2 separate regions of the Pan troglodytes genome follow, and region 2 is linked to region 1. Evidence: chromatin contacts called from public HiChIP or PLAC-seq data. All regions are on one chromosome and are shown on one strand. Each heading gives the region's core, a stretch centred on a gene start, on an enhancer-like site or on the middle of the called end of the contact. The rest is flanking DNA. Distances are from core to core; before and after follow the strand shown. Region 1 holds the start of BPHL (biphenyl hydrolase like). Region 2 holds the start of LOC112209436 (tubulin beta-2B chain).

Region 1 (7,662 bases), core at 2,859-5,358:
CTTCTGAGTATGGTAATTGTGCCTCTAGCACCTAACCTTTCAAAGCCCACCTGAAACCTGGGGGTGGATGAAAGAACTAGAATAGAAGACTGAAGCTGGGTAGGCCGCTCAGTGTCTCCACTGGCATTTTGCTAAACCGACAAGGAAGGCTGTGTGCTTAGCTCTCCCCAGAGGGAGGGCGAGAAGGGTGTGGTGATGGTCAATCTGGCTGTCGGAACAGATTCTGGTGTCTTGGGCTGATAACAGTGTTGTTGATTCTGATTGTGAATCCCCTCAACTCTAGCAGACACATACACACCCCTGAAATGGGGCTGCAGAGCAGACTGTCTCAGCCTTGCCACTGTTGGCATCTCGGGCTGGGTAATTCTCTGTTGTGGGGACTGTCCTGTGCCTTGTAGGATGTTTAGCAGCATCCCTGCCCCCACCTACTAGATGCCAGGGGCACTGTTCTCCCCCCCCCCCCGCCCCCAGTTGTGACAATAGTCTCTAAACATTGTCAAATGGTCCAAGGAAAGGGGAAAATTGCCCCGGTTGAGAAGAGCACTGCTGTAAAGTAATGAGCCTCGGCTCTCCTGTCTGCACCTGTACGGTTACTACTTGGCCACCACGCAGCCTTGGCTCCTACAGCCCAAAAGAGAGAATGGAGGGAGGCTCCAGGCTTTGCTGGAGGGGCCTGGGTAAGTTCTGTTTGCTCCTTGTACCACCATCCAAATGGTGTTCTCAAATCTCTTAGATTCCAAAGAGGTTGAATAATTAATGTTCAAAGGCAAGAGGGCAAGGCATTTTTTAACACACTTTTTAAAATAAAATTTTATACCACAACTTTAGGCTATTGATGTGATGTGTCACTGGGACAGATGCGGATTCTCCATGGTGCCTCTGCCACTGAGGCCGCATTTCCTGAGCATAATCCCCTTTTACCCTCCTGCTGCCAAGCAGCAGATGGGATGCTGATGGTAAGAACACCTCCCTGCCAGTGCATTTTGGCGCTCAGGATGAGAGGCCTGCAGCACTGCTGTCCCTGCGCCTGGCTCTGGGGCCTTCCCTTCACCCCCACTCTCTCAGCACCATGGTGAGAAGAACCAAGTTTGCCTGTGAGGAGTTACATACAAGGCCCAAGCTCCACATGAACACTGCTGTTAATGGGCAGAGCCAGTGACGACACAGACCAGCAAAGGAGAACCGAGACTGTCCACACTTGGTTCGGAAACAAATATTCACACCCTAGGTTATTGCTGGTAATGGAGACCTACTTCCAGCTCCCACAGTCCTGCTTGGTAGATTTTCTACTTGTTGCTACAATCATCATCTTTGCTTTGGGTCTGTCACGTGAGGTTAGGGTTTCAGGAATAAAATGTTTAATAAATCACAAAATATTTTAGGCAGCATTTTGATGTACATTTTAATGTGTGGTATTTATGAAAGGGAAGGGGTTTTCTAATTATAATAAAGGCATAAATAGTGTAAATATTCAAGATTTTAGAAGCAGCTGATTGCGGAGAAATCACTGAAAGGTTAATGCTACTACAGTGATCTTTACAATATGTAATAATCCAAGTATACGACCAGGTATAGTGGCTCATGCCTGTAATCCCAGCACTTTGGGAGGCCAAGCTGGGAGGATCGCTTGAGGCCATGAGTTCGAGACCAGTGTGGACAATACAGCAAGACCCTATCTCCACAAAAACATTAAAAAATACTAGCCAGGTGTGGTGGTGTATGCCTGTAGTCCTAGCTTCTTGGGAGGCTAAGGTGGGAGGATCACTTGAGCCCAGGAGTTTGAGGCTGTGGGGAGCTGTGATCACACCGTGCCTCAATAATAATAGCAATCATCATCATCCAAGTATAGAGTCCTGAAATTGAGAGCCCAAAACTCCCCTCTGCCCCTTCTCAGCTGTGTTACCCAGGCCTTGCTTCCTAACCTTTCGCCATCATTATCCAAGTATAGAGTCCTGAAATTGAGCGGCTCAAAACTCCCCTCTGCCCCTTCTCAGCTGTGTTACCCAGGCCTTGCTTCCTAACCTTTCGCTGTCATTATCCAAGTATAGAGTCCTGAAATTGAGCAGCTCAAAATTACTTTTCAGCTGTGTTACCTAGGGCTTGCTTCCTAACCTTTCTTAGCCTCAGTTGCCTCATCTATAAATGAAGAGTGCAATAGCACAGAAGGCTGATGTGAAGATTAAAGAAATATGATGCATCGTAAGGTGCCTGGCACAAAAATGGCAGTTTTTTTAAACTGTACAATCTTGCTATATATAAAGAACTGGTTGTCAGGTATGTTACTTAAAAATAGTGACACCACGCTGGACGCGGTGGCGCACACCTGTAATCCTAGCACTTTAGGAGGCTGAGGCGGGTGGATCACCTGAGGTCAGGAGTTTGAGACCAGCCTGGCCAACATGGCAAAACCTCGTCTCTACTAAAATTACAAAAATTAGCCGGGCATGGTGGCGGGTGCTTGTAATCTCAGCTACTCAGGAGGCTGAGGCAGGAGAATTGCTTGAACCTGCGAGGCAGAGGTTACAGTGAGCTGAGATTGCGCCATTGCACTCCAGCCTGGGCAACAAGACCAAAACTCCGTCTCAAAAAAAAAAAAAAAAAATTGTGACACCAATAACCTAAAACTCAGTGCTACCGTTTTTTATTAGCACAAGGGTAACTGGTGTTGAAACTGTACAGACAGCTATTTTTATCATTTCTGAGATGAAACCCCAATCAACATATCAGGAAAAAAGGAAATACTGACCTCACCAAAGATTTCTGAAAGTCAAATGATATTAAACTCAAACATTATATATGTCTCTTTCCTTTTATGCAGGAATTAATGTGATAGATTTATGTTGAGAGTAGAATATGAAAACTTTTGCATAGTCTGTATTTAGGCCAAAACTGCCTTTACTACTCAAGAAAGCCCAATGGGCCAGTGAGGACACTGCAGGTGACAGAAATTTCTATGAGTGTAACACCTACAAGCACTGTGCTCACAGGACTGACTGTTACACCAAAAAGGTCTCTTGGAGGAAAAGAAATGCAATATGCAAAGAAGCTGTTGTCTCCAATTATTCAAGCCAAGGCTACAACAGTAGCCACAAATCTGCCAGTTATTTCCAATTAAGGCAGAACGATTGACTTAAAAAGAAATAGTTGTTTTTTTTCTCCACTGAGATTTCAATTAGATAATGTCTATAACCTTTATAAAGCTGCAATTATACAGCCAAAAGAAAAAAATTAATTGTGGTAAAACATACATAAAACTTACCACTTAAACCACTTTTAGGTGTGTAGTTCAGTGGCAGTAAGTACACTCACAATGTAATGCAGGCATCACCAAAATCCATCCCCAGGACTTTTTCATCTCTCCAAACTGAAACTCTGTCCCCATGAAACACCAACTTTCCATTCCCCCTTCCACCAGCCCTCAACAACCCCCATTCTATTTTCTGTCCCTATAAGTTTGACTCCTCTAGGTACCTTATTATATAAGTGGAATCACACAGTATTTGTCTTTTTTTGACTGGCTTACCTCCCTCAGCATAGTGTCCTCCAGGTTCATCCATGTAGTAGCAAGTGTCAGAATTTCGTTCTTTGTTCAGGCTAAAAAACGTTCCCTTGCATGCACAGACAACATTTTGCTTATCCATGTATCTGTTTTTGGACACTTAAATTGCTTCCACCCTTTTGGCTATTGTGAATAGTGCCGCTGTCAACGTGAGTGTAAAAACATTTCTTCTTGTACACCCTGTTCTAAATTCTTTTGGGTTATATACCCAGAAAAGAAAATGCTGGATCATATAACTGATTTGTTGAGGAACCGCAGTATTGTTCATCACAGTGGCTGCACCATTTTACATTCCCAACAGCAATATACAAGGGCTTCAATTTCTCTACATCTTCACCAACACTAATTTCTGGGGGTTTTGCTAGTAGCCATCCTAATGGGTGTGAAGTGGTATAAACAAAATTTAGATCCCATCATCTCTGAAAAGCAAATACACTTCCTAGTACTAGTCAGTACTAGATAGGTGCACAGCGTTTAGAACTTTACTTGATCCAACATAGCAGCCTGCCTAGAGCCGGAGCCCCGCCCACTCCGGAGCCCCGCCCACTCCGGAGCCCCGCCTGGACGCCCACGCAGCGAAGGCGCTATGGCTGGCGGCCTCGCCTCCTGGAAAAGCCATGGTCGCTGAGGCGACGAGCGAGGGCGGGGCAGCGCCGACGGGGACACTCGTCCCGGGAGCCAGAGCCAGCACCGAGAGGGGACGGTCTACGCGGGTGCCGGCCGTTCCAGGACTGCGAAACCACGAGCCGAGTTTCGGTCGCCCATGGGAAAGCACCCGGCAGGGCGTGGCTTCGGGGCGGGGCGGGCAGAGGGCGGAGCAGGATGGAGAGGCGAGATGGGCGGAGCAGAGGGCGTGGCTTCGGGGCAGAGTGGGCCGGGTACCGCGCTTGGTCTTAGCGCATGCGCGCTCCCGGCAGCTACGCGACCTGTGACCATGGTGGCTGTGCTGGGCGGCCGGGGCGTGTTGCGCCTGCGGCTGCTGCTCTCAGCGCTGAAGCCCGGGATCCACGTCCCACGGGCCGGACCCGCGGCCGCGTTCGGGTAATGGCGGCCACCTCGCCCCGGGGATCCCCAGCATCGGCGCGCTCGAGGGGCGGCGGGAGGGGCGCGTGCCGACAGCAGGAGTTCCCGGCGCGCGGGCACGGGGCGTGGGCGCGGCCTGGCTGCCCTGTCGCCCTTTGTGCCGCGAGACCCCGATCCTGGGGGCCAGCCGCGCTTGGTGCTCGAGCCCCTCGATCGTGCATGCGCCTCGGTCAGCCTCAGTTCAAGGAGTCTGGAGCCGTGGAGGCTTGGGCTATAGAGTGCAGCCCCTTCAGTGTGCAGACCAGAGAGACCCAGGGAGATACATTTGCCTGTAGTATGGACTCACCCGTGACGGAGCACGGACTAGAATCCCAACGCCCTCATTAGTCCATTGCTCTGTCCAGAGTCCACACTAAGGGCATAAGGACAATAATCTCTTCTTTCTCTTATGTCAGAAATCAGCCTGAGCCTGAGTACCGCTAAGGCTTTAATCACGGGCCCCGAGAGCCCTAAGTCTTCTCTTTGCTTGCTGATCTTAATGTGCAAAAGAATCACGTTGGGAACTGAAAATTCAGAATCCTGGGCCTCACTCCCAGAGGATCTGATCTACATGTGTGGAGATGCCCAGGAATCTGCTTTATTCTCTTTTGTCCTCCCACCTGTCCCCCCATTTCAGGTAAAACAATAACAAAAAAACTGGATTAATTTCTGACCTTCTGTCTTGAAAATGGATACTCTTGGTCCCAAGAGATACTGGGCAGAAATGTGGATAGAGCGGCATGAAGCTTGTTTTACTTTATTCTCTACATACATCCCTACACACATGCAAACACACGTATACAACGAACGTACACAGTGCATGTGCGCAGTTGACTGTTGATGGGCTACTTTCATAAAGTCAGTACTAGATAAATACACAGCGTTTAGAACTGTACTTGATCCAACATAGAAACTTTTAGTTTGAAAACTTGATTTAGAAGGAGAAAAGAGGGCAAATCTGACCAGCTTTTAAAATTTCATATTGCAATTGACTAGCTCCTTTAATTTTAGAATTATTATAAGATGGTCAGGGCTATTTTGATAGATGGAAAAACATGTTACTGGCTACAGCTGTATAAATTAACAGTGAAAATGATTATTTTTTCCAGTTTCCTGTCTGCAGAAAGGCATCGAAATAAGTTACTGTGATTGTACCAATATAGTTCTTTTTTTTTTGAGACTGACTCTCGCTCTTTTGCCCATGCTGGAGTGCAGTGTTGTGATCTCGCTCACTGCAACCGCTGCCTCCCAGGTTTAAGCGATTCTCGTGGCCTCAGCCTCCCGAGTAGCTGGGATTACAGGTACCTGCCACCATGGCCGGCTAATTTTTGTGTTTTTAGTAGAGATGGGGTTTCACCATGTTGGGCAGGATGGTCTTGATCTCCTGACCTCGTGATCCTGACCTCGTGATCCACCCACCTGGGCCGCCCAAAGTATCGGGATTACAGGTGTGAGCCACCACACCCGGCCGATCCTAAGCTATCTTAACTGTAGAAATGAATTTCTCAGAGGAATAGGGCAGTAATCATAATAAGTAAATGGCAGGGTCAGTATTGCCATTGCTTGGTGGCTTCATTGATGCCCCTTTAATAATATTTCTGTAGATAAGGAGCTTATAGTTTGGTCAGACCTTATTACTACCCAATTCTGTCTTTTATTTTTCCAGAAATGGTGTGTTAAGATTAGATGTACCTGTATTCAACACATCTGTTTCCACGTTTGTTTCTTTTTTACTTGAGACTGGCAAATAAGATTAAACCAAAAGATAAAACAGGACCTCATTTTTTCAAAAGGGCTGTGTTTCAGTTATCCTTTGACTAAGGGCAGAGGTAGGGGTAGGGAGTATGTAGAAGAAAAAGGAGATGGGCCAGGCCTGTAATCCCAGCGCTTTGGGAGGCTGAGGCAGGCAGATCACGAGGTCAGGAGATTGAGACCATCCTGGCTAACAGGGTGAAACCCCGTCTCTACTAAAAACACAAAAAAATTAGCCGGGCGTGATGGCGGGTGCCTGTAGTCCCAGCTACTTGGGAGGCTGAGGCAGGAGAATGGTGTGAACCAGGGAGGCGGAACTTGCAGTGAGCCGAGATGGCGCCACTGCACTCCAGCCTGGGCGACAGAGCGAGACTCCATCTCAAAAAATAAATAAATAAAAATAAAAATAAAAGGAGATGGTGGTTGATTTCATTGTATTGGCACTCCACCAGGAGAAGAGAGCGCCTCCTTCTGGCATCTGTCCTGGCTTGCCATCATGTCCCTCCTGTGCTTCACTCAGTCATCTGTCTGATAAGCTGATGGAGCCTGCTCCCGGTGCAGGGGCCGTCTGTGTGCCCCACTCGTATATATCCCAGGACAGTCTGGCTGTCCTCGAAGAGCCGCTGAGGAGAGGTTAATCAGAACACCTGTACGGCACCCATAATTCAGGCAGCACAGACACTGGCATTATGCCTGTCCTGAGGCGTTGCCCTGTGCTAAGTGTGGTCCAGTTAGATGCTGGATCCTAGGAGGTCTTAGGCCAAGGCGGGTCAGTGGCAGGAAGGAGGGCTCTTGAGATGGAGGCTTATGGACAGGGCTACTTAGCAGTTGACACAGACATATTTTAACGTTTTAAAAAACAGCAGGATTTATCCGTGCAGATGGGCACTGTTGACTATGGCCCTCCTGCAGCAGGCCAGACAACACAGGATACCCTACAGCTAAAGAACAGCCTGGAGATCGAGACCTTGGGACCAGTCTCATCTTTGGGAATGTCACCAAGGCTGCTGAAGGTCTGGGTAGGTCCTCTGGGCCTGCTGAGGTGCAGACGAGTGACTCCAGAGTCTCTGCCCCTGATGTCCACCCTCGTTTCACTGCACCAAGCCCCACGCCAGCCTGCACTTGAGGACCCTTAGCTTCCAGCTCACCGGCGTGTGCCATGAGCCTCTGTGGCCATTGATTGAGCAAGCCTCCTAGGGTTTTTGTAGGGTGAGCCCCAGGCTGGGCACAATAGCATATTCAAGCATGAGGGCACAGTTCAGATCGGCAGTCTAGTAAAGAAAATTCGA
Region 2 (7,662 bases), core at 3,751-6,250, 110 kb after region 1:
TTCCATCTAAACTCAAATGATGTTAAAAATAAGTACAAATAGTTTGTAATATAGTATAAATATGATTGCCTGGAGAAAAAGTTGCTTGAGAATTGAGAATGAGCCTATTCACTGTTTATAACTCTATAGCTATTCCTAAGTGCAGGTGATATAACTTAAAAAGGCAGCCTTTGACAAAAAATTCCATTTGTGGAAATTTACAGGATAACTATTCTCATATGCACACTAATAAATGAACAAAATTATTCATTGTGACACTATGCTGTAAGTATAAACCTTAATGACCATTGGTAGGGAATTGGCTAAATAAAACATAGCACAACTATATAATGGACGCTACATATCCATTTAAAGGAGGGAAGCTCTCTGTAGGTTCAAGATACGCTGTTTAGTGAAGAAGGCTGCAGAATTGTGTTAGTATCACATCATGTGTGTGAAGAAAGAGAAAAAGGAAATATCCTACATGGGTTTGAAAATATATGGAGTATTTCTGCAAGGATGTAAGAAAGATAACCGTGATTAGGATGGTTTCCCTCCAGGGAGGAAACTGTATCAAGGAACACAGGAAAAAGACACACTCACTTTCCACTCTTCAGAATTTTGTGCTGTGAGTATGTAGGAACTATTCCAAAAATGCTTTTTTTTTTTTGTAAAGGAGATAAAAGCATAGTAGGAATTGCACATGAAGACACACACTGTGCTTTCAAGTAGACATTTTTTCAACTAATATTTATTAAAAGTATTTTAAAACTCAGGTTGATCTCTCATCTTAACTGTGATTGGTTCAATTTTACCATACCCAAAGAATAAATTCATTTGAGCTTTTACCTACGCCTTTGCTTTTTGTTAAAGGAAGAATTTAATGCAATGTGTTCAGAAAGTTACATTTAAATCGTTAATAAAGAGAAAAAGGAAGAGAAAGAGAGGACACCATTCCGACACAAACGTTTATGTGATTTTAGCCATTACAACAGTAATTCAGAAATATCTCAAATGTTACATTGATGTCATCAATATTACAAAAAAGGAAAAAAAAGTGACAGGCAACAGTGAAGAGCACCAGAGACCCAGCGCACACCTAAAGTAGACCATGCTTCTTTCCTTCCACTGCCAGGTTATCGTCCCGGGAAGCCCCCCACCCCCTCGCTTTCCTCCTCAGCTTTCCCTAACCCGTCTCGCGGGGGCATCTACGCCTCGTCCTCACCCTCCTCCTCCTCGAACTCCCCTTGTTCGTCGGCCGTGGCGTCCTGGTACTGCTGGTACTCGGACACCAGGTCGTTCATGTTGCTCTCGGCCTCGGTGAACTCCATCTCGTCCATGCCCTCGCCCGTGTACCAGTGCAGGAAGGCCTTGCGCCGGAACATGGCCGTGAACTGCTCGGAGATGCGCTTGAACAGCTCCTGGATGGCCGTGCTGTTGCCGATGAAGGTGGCCGACATCTTCAGGCCGCGGGGCGGGATGTCGCACACGGCCGTCTTCACGTTGTTGGGGATCCACTCCACGAAGTAGCTGCTGTTCTTGTTCTGCACGTTGAGCATCTGCTCGTCCACCTCCTTCATGGACATGCGGCCCCGGAAGATGGCAGCCACCGTCAGGTAGCGGCCGTGGCGCGGGTCGCAGGCGGCCATCATGTTCTTGGAGTCGAACATCTGCTGGGTGAGCTCGGGCACCGTGAGCGCCCGGTACTGCTGGCTGCCCCGGCTGGTCAGGGGCGCGAAGCCGGGCATGAAGAAGTGCAGGCGAGGGAAGGGCACCATGTTCACCGCCAGCTTGCGCAGGTCTGCGTTCAGCTGGCCCGGGAAGCGCAGGCAGGTGGTGACCCCGCTCATGGTGGCCGACACCAGGTGGTTGAGGTCCCCGTAGGTGGGGGTGGTCAGCTTCAGGGTGCGGAAGCAGATGTCATACAGGGCCTCGTTGTCAATGCAGTAGGTTTCATCTGTGTTTTCCACCAGCTGGTGGACAGAGAGGGTGGCGTTGTAGGGCTCCACCACCGTGTCTGACACCTTGGGTGAGGGCATGACGCTGAAGGTGTTCATGATGCGGTCTGGGTACTCTTCCCGGATCTTGCTGATGAGCAGGGTGCCCATCCCGGACCCCGTGCCGCCCCCCAGAGAGTGGGTCAGCTGGAAGCCCTGGAGACAGTCACAGCTCTCTGACTCCTTCCTCACCACATCCAGGACCGAGTCGACCAGCTCGGCTCCCTCTGTGTAGTGGCCCTTGGCCCAGTTATTCCCGGCTCCGCTCTGGCCTGCCAGAGGGAAAGAGAAATCTTAAGTCACCGGTGATTGTACTAAATACCTTACCTCAAACCCCTCAATATAGATCAGTGAGTCAATGCTCAGAGAAGACTATTTCAGATTATCACCAAAATGGCCAAACGTTAAAATATTTGTTCATGAATATAATTATAAATAAGGAAGGCCAGGACACCAAGCTCTTAGCAGCTGAAAGGCAAACAATTTTACACTATATTAAAGCTAAGTTGGCACACCGCGGATGTTCTTCATGCTTTCCCTCTGGCAATCACACCTCTCCAGCCTCCACTGCCCAGCGTAAAATGAATCCCTCATGCTCTCAGCCACACCAGGCACTCACCAAACACGAAATTGTCTGGTCTGAAGATCTGGCCGAATGGTCCAGACCTAACCGAATCCATCGTGCCTGGCTCCAGATCCACGAGGATGGCCCGAGGAACATACTTGTTACCTGCAAGGAACAACAGTGACTTAGACCCTCAGGCAAGGACCTCTGCAGAGGAGGGCTTGGCGCCTGCTGCCATCACGCAGATGTTGCCCCAAACAAAGGGAGACCCACCATCAGGTTCTCAAAGGGCTCTGTTGGCATAAGGAAGCCCAATGAAATACTGCAGGGAAAGAGCGGGGATCCTAAACTGAATAGTCCACCCTCTCCCAGGGCCACACCCCTGGGGTCCCACCCAAGGGAAAGGGGAGAAGGTGGAAAAACTGAAGGGAGTGGGGGTGGGGCAAGGGTGATTACCAGTGGCTTCATTGTAGTAAACATTGATTCTCTCCAGCTGCAAATCACTGTCTCCATGGTAACTGCCAGTGGGGTCAATCCCATGCTCATCACTGATGACCTCCCAAAACTGAGACAGAAAGGCTGCATTTAGCCATGAACGATGCCCCCAGAAACGCCAAGGCTCACAATGAAATGTCCCCGACTCAGTTCCGACAACCCAACATTTCAGGAGCTTGAAGCTTTAAAGGGCGTCGTGACCCGGGCACAGCCGCGGGGCTTGTATTTTGCAGGTTCAGAAAGTTGAAACTGGGCGTTTCCCAGGCAAACAGCTGCCGCTCGCGGGGGGAGGTAGGGGTCGAGGGGGTAAGGACCAGCCAAAGCCGGGCAGTGGCGGAGCTTGGCGCACTGGTCGCAGCCCCAGGCGGCAGCAGGAGGCGAGGGCACAGGGACTGCAGCCCGCCAGGAGCGGGTGGGCGGGGAAAGAGGAACGCAAAGGAGCTAAAGGACCGCGGTTTTAGATTCAAAGCACGTCCTGAGAGCGCAAGACAATCGCTCTCCTCCCCTCCCCCGGCAGCTCGACTCCGGTTCAAGCGAGTACCATTAATCCTCCTGGTGTCCCAGCCCCTCGCGCGGAACGCCGCGCACAGCCTCGCGGACACACCCTCGTCTTCTCCAGGCACGCGTGCCTGCCAAGCAGCCAGCGCGGAGGGAGGCCGAGGGGGTGACGGGGACTCCAAATGAGTTACAGCAGAAAGAAAGAGAGGTGCCCCCTCCGTCCGCGAAAGTCACCTCCTAGCCCAGGCCACACTCGGCGGCACAAAGCGGCCAGGAAGGTCTGCATTTGGCGATCCCCAGGCCTTCCCAGGACCGCGCCTGGGGACCCCGAGGGGCTCTCGGCCCAGGTTCGCGCCCCCATTGGACCCCCTCCGCTGCGGCGCGCCCACCTTGGCGCCGATCTGGTTGCCGCACTGGCCCGCCTGGATGTGCACGATCTCACGCATGGTGCCTCGTCAGCGTCCTCCTGGTCCGGCGGCGTCTGGGTCTGTCCGTCCTCCCCTCACACACCCACTGCGGGGTCACCGGGAAGGCGCTCGGGAACCGACGGGCTGAGAGCGCCGGCCCCGCGGGCTCCGGCTTTTATGCAAGGAGGGTGGGGCGGCCGGCACAGGCCGCGCCCCCAGCCCGAGCCCCCCAGTCCCCTTCGCGCTGGCGCTCTCCAGGCCCGGATGACGTAATGCTCCGAGCCCTAGGGACCGTCCGGGGGGCTGGACCACCGGCCCGCGGCCAATCAGAGCGGGCGTGCCGACCGGGAGAGGGGTGGGGGCTACCGGGAGTATGGTGGGGGCGTGCGCATTGTCTGGGGCTGTGGTGGGGGTCTCGGTATGGGGATATGGGGGAAGGGTGAAGAAAAGGAGGGTGAGAGGGCGGCGAGGCGAGGGCCACCAGCGCGGCCTGACCGGGGTGGGGGCAGAGCTGGCACCGGATGGGAACGATGGAGGACTGGAGCATGTGGAGAAGCCGTCAGGTGCTCCAGTGCCGGCAGGTGGGAGGGCTGAGGTGGCACAGGCTGCTCCGCCACCTCGGACTGCGGCTCCTACTCCGCCACTGGCCAGAGTCCCTCCAGCCAACTGCCCCTGGTGAGACCACCGTCTTTTTCCTCAACCCTGGAGGCCAGCGACTGCCCAGGCGGCGCTCCGTCTCACAGAGGCCTGGGGGAGGACAGGTGGCCCCAGAAGGAAGTCGTGCTTGATGGCAACCGGGACACCTGCGGCCCATGAACACCAGCGCGGCCTCCGCCCCCGCCCCAGCGTGGGCCTGCTTTCTCCTTTGTCTGTCTTGGGCTGGTAGCTCCTCTCACTGAGCCGCAGCATCTAGGGGTGAAGCGACCTCGGAGCCCCTCAGCCCTGCCCGACCCTCTCCGGGAGTGCATAACGCCCCTGCTGGTACCCAGGATCCCTCTGCCCCGGGGGTTGACTTTTGTTGCTCGCGAGTGATGGAGTGGGAGTGGCCGGTGGCGCTGCACTGACCGTCCGGAGGGCAGAAAGAGGGTGGGGTCCCGGGGGCGGGGCTGTCGGCGGAACAAAGGGCTCTCAGAAACGTGGGATACGCTGTGTAACCTAGTGTTTAAAACCACACGACAGGCGCCCCACCCCCCCCACCCCGCCCTCGGATTCAGTTCATCTATTGTCAAGTAAGAGGGTGGGTTCCAAGGGTGGCCCAAGCCCGAGTAACAAACTTTCTTATCTTCCATCGCGGCGACCTGGAGGTCCGAGGCTTCGTGTTGCGGTTGAAGGGTGGGGAATACGACTAAAAACTGCAGCCCAGCGCGCGCGAGACGACCCAAGACCCACGCGCACTCGCACGAGCGCGTGCACAGACTTGGAGCACAGACCCTCCCTTCAGATCCGCAGTCTCTAGGTACTGAGGCAGGAACTGGTCTCTTTGTTACTTTTCGCGCGCGCGTGTGTGTGTGTGAGAGAGAGAGAAAGAGAGAGAGAGAAAGAGAGAGAGACAGACTAATCCTGCGTGCGTTTGAGGGCGGGAGGGGAAAGGGTGTCAGAAACGTTCACTGCACAACCTGTTCCCTGCAATTCGATGACTGAAGCGCGCCGCCCCACACTTCGGAAGGGCCGTTGGCGAGGTGACGTGACCTCTTTCATCCCCTGGCGAGAAAGGCCGAATGACCCGGGCTCCCGCGGCGGAGCGGAGCCTGCAGCTGTTGAGCGAGACCCTCCCAGAACTATCAGCAAGCTGTCATCGCCTCCCTTTCCTGCTGTGAGGTGGAGGGTGGGGGGTTCAAGTCGATTCCAATGTACAAAGAGAAGTAGCGAGAACAAAAGCCCAGGCGCCCCCAAACATCCAGGGCGCCCAGACTGGAGCTCGCGGGCCGGTATTCCAGACCCGGCCGGCGTGCCCGGGTGAGGGTGGGGTCTGCCGAGAGGCAGAGAGCAGCGGAGGGTCTGTCCACATGCCCTACTCTCCTGGTACCAAGGTCTCGGGGCCTGACCTCCGAGTTTCTAATCCAGATCCTGCAGATGCCGAAACGTCGAGGGCTAGCAATTCCCAAGGTCATACAGCAAGTTAAGGACAGGGCTCGGACTGGAATCTCGTCTTTTGGGCACACCAGACCTCAGGGAAAGTGACCGCATCTTGGCCAAAAGGGCTGTGGCAGGTGTCAGCCTCGAGGTGGCGGCTCTGGTGGGACCAAGCTGCGCCGGAAGGAACAGAGCTAGGGCGGCACCCGCGCGGCGAGTGTAGACACACTCGGAGCGGTCACCCCCTCGCTGCGAGCTCCCAGGAGCAACCCTGATGCTCAGCGCTGGGGGGTGGGGTTGGGGGCCGCTCAGCTCCATGCTGGGTAACTTGAGCTGGCCGCTAACCATTTCATTTCTTAGCTTCTGTTTCCGAGCCAAATCTCCATTCAGTGCCCGAGTGAAAACGCGTGTTCAAGATCATATAGATAGATGAAAAGACCCTTTCCTCTCAGGTTTCTTTTAAAGGGGGAGGTTTGGGATAGGATGAGGCTGGAAATCATCCTTCTGAAAGCCCAGAGTGCCCTTGGGGACACTTTTGGCCCAAGATCTGCTTTCCTTTCAAGCATTTTGCTTGAATTGTCCCCACACCCCCGCCCCTTCCGGGCAGCCAGTCTTGTTAACCGGTCTACATCCCACCCCCACCCCCACCCCCACTGGAATTGTGATGCTGCACATTTTTATTTTCACAAGGAGCTGATTTTGTGTTAAAATGTTGACAACAGCCACACCTTTCCCTGAAGTCTTTCAGTTTATCTGATAACCCTTAAACAAAAAAACATTCTTAATCCATGTAGCTCGCATAAAGAGACTGGTACCCGGCTTTCAAAGAAAAAAAAAGTCGTTTTCAGTTGGGTCCCCAGCATTTCTGTCTATTCATTATATGCAATGCTTCTCAATCTAGGTCATCGCATATCAGGCACGAAGATTTCGGGGCAACATATTTCATGATGTCTTAATGTTAGTCTTGATGACGTACTAACATTTAAAAATTTTCCCTTCCAGAGACAATTGTAGAAATATTGCTGCATAAAATACAATTCAACATTTGTTTTATACGTAATCTATTGCGTGACTGAGGTGAGCAAGATATCCCTTAAACTATTAAAATTATATTTGCTTTCACAATTTTCAGATTACTTTCAACGGCATGTCCTCAAGTGAATTTGCATTTCTCTATTACACACACAGTCATTGTTTGAAGAAGTCTGATAGAAAAGAGGCTTTATATAGTAGTAAATTTTTAAAGCATTGTTTTCATAATGTAGCATATATTTTTGACACATTTATTGAAATTACTAGACATTTAGCATTAGGGTTCTTCACTGCTTGCCGGGATTCACCGCTTAAAACCCCCAAAACCCAGCCCGCAGCCCCCATAGCTGGCTCTGCAGCCGAGATGCACGCGGTTTCCTAGGCAACCGACACTTAGCCAATGAATAAAGAGGAGTTGAAAGAAAGAGACTGCAAATCCATCATTATTTCCTTAACACACACACACACACACACACACACACACACACACACACACACACACACATCACCTCTTCTCATAGCTCTCCATTTAGAGATATTGGAAAGCTACCAATCCTAACATTTATGTAAAAGAGCCAAATGCCCGGGGCATGGGGGCTAGGAAGCGGTCGCAGCC

Evidence for each region. HiChIP or PLAC-seq counts read pairs in DNA pulled down with a chosen protein or histone mark.
Region 2: an H3K4me3 HiChIP or PLAC-seq map of stem cell-derived excitatory neurons shows a contact between it and region 1, with 2.5 times the contacts expected there. The contact joins the promoter of LOC112209436 here to the promoter of BPHL in region 1. A contact is called at or near these places in 1 of 7 Hi-C or Micro-C datasets (stem cell-derived neural progenitor cells) and 1 of 1 datasets of contacts at active chromatin or transcription factors (stem cell-derived excitatory neurons).

What each region holds. Positions count from the first base shown.
Region 1 is chr5:9,065,392-9,073,053 of NHGRI_mPanTro3-v2.0_pri, forward strand. It overlaps BPHL (biphenyl hydrolase like), which reads left to right and starts at 4,109. Exons shown (of 8, transcript XM_009450409.4): 1 at 4,109-4,315; 2 at 5,038-5,258. The coding sequence starts at 5,203. RIPK1 (receptor interacting serine/threonine kinase 1) reads left to right here. Exons shown (of 11, transcript XM_016954825.4): 11 at 1-822.
Region 2 is chr5:9,176,682-9,184,343 of NHGRI_mPanTro3-v2.0_pri, forward strand. It overlaps LOC112209436 (tubulin beta-2B chain), which reads right to left and starts at 5,001. Exons shown (of 4, transcript XM_024357020.2): 1 at 3,924-5,001; 2 at 2,998-3,106; 3 at 2,596-2,706; 4 at 934-2,248. The coding sequence starts at 3,980. The coding sequence ends at 1,188.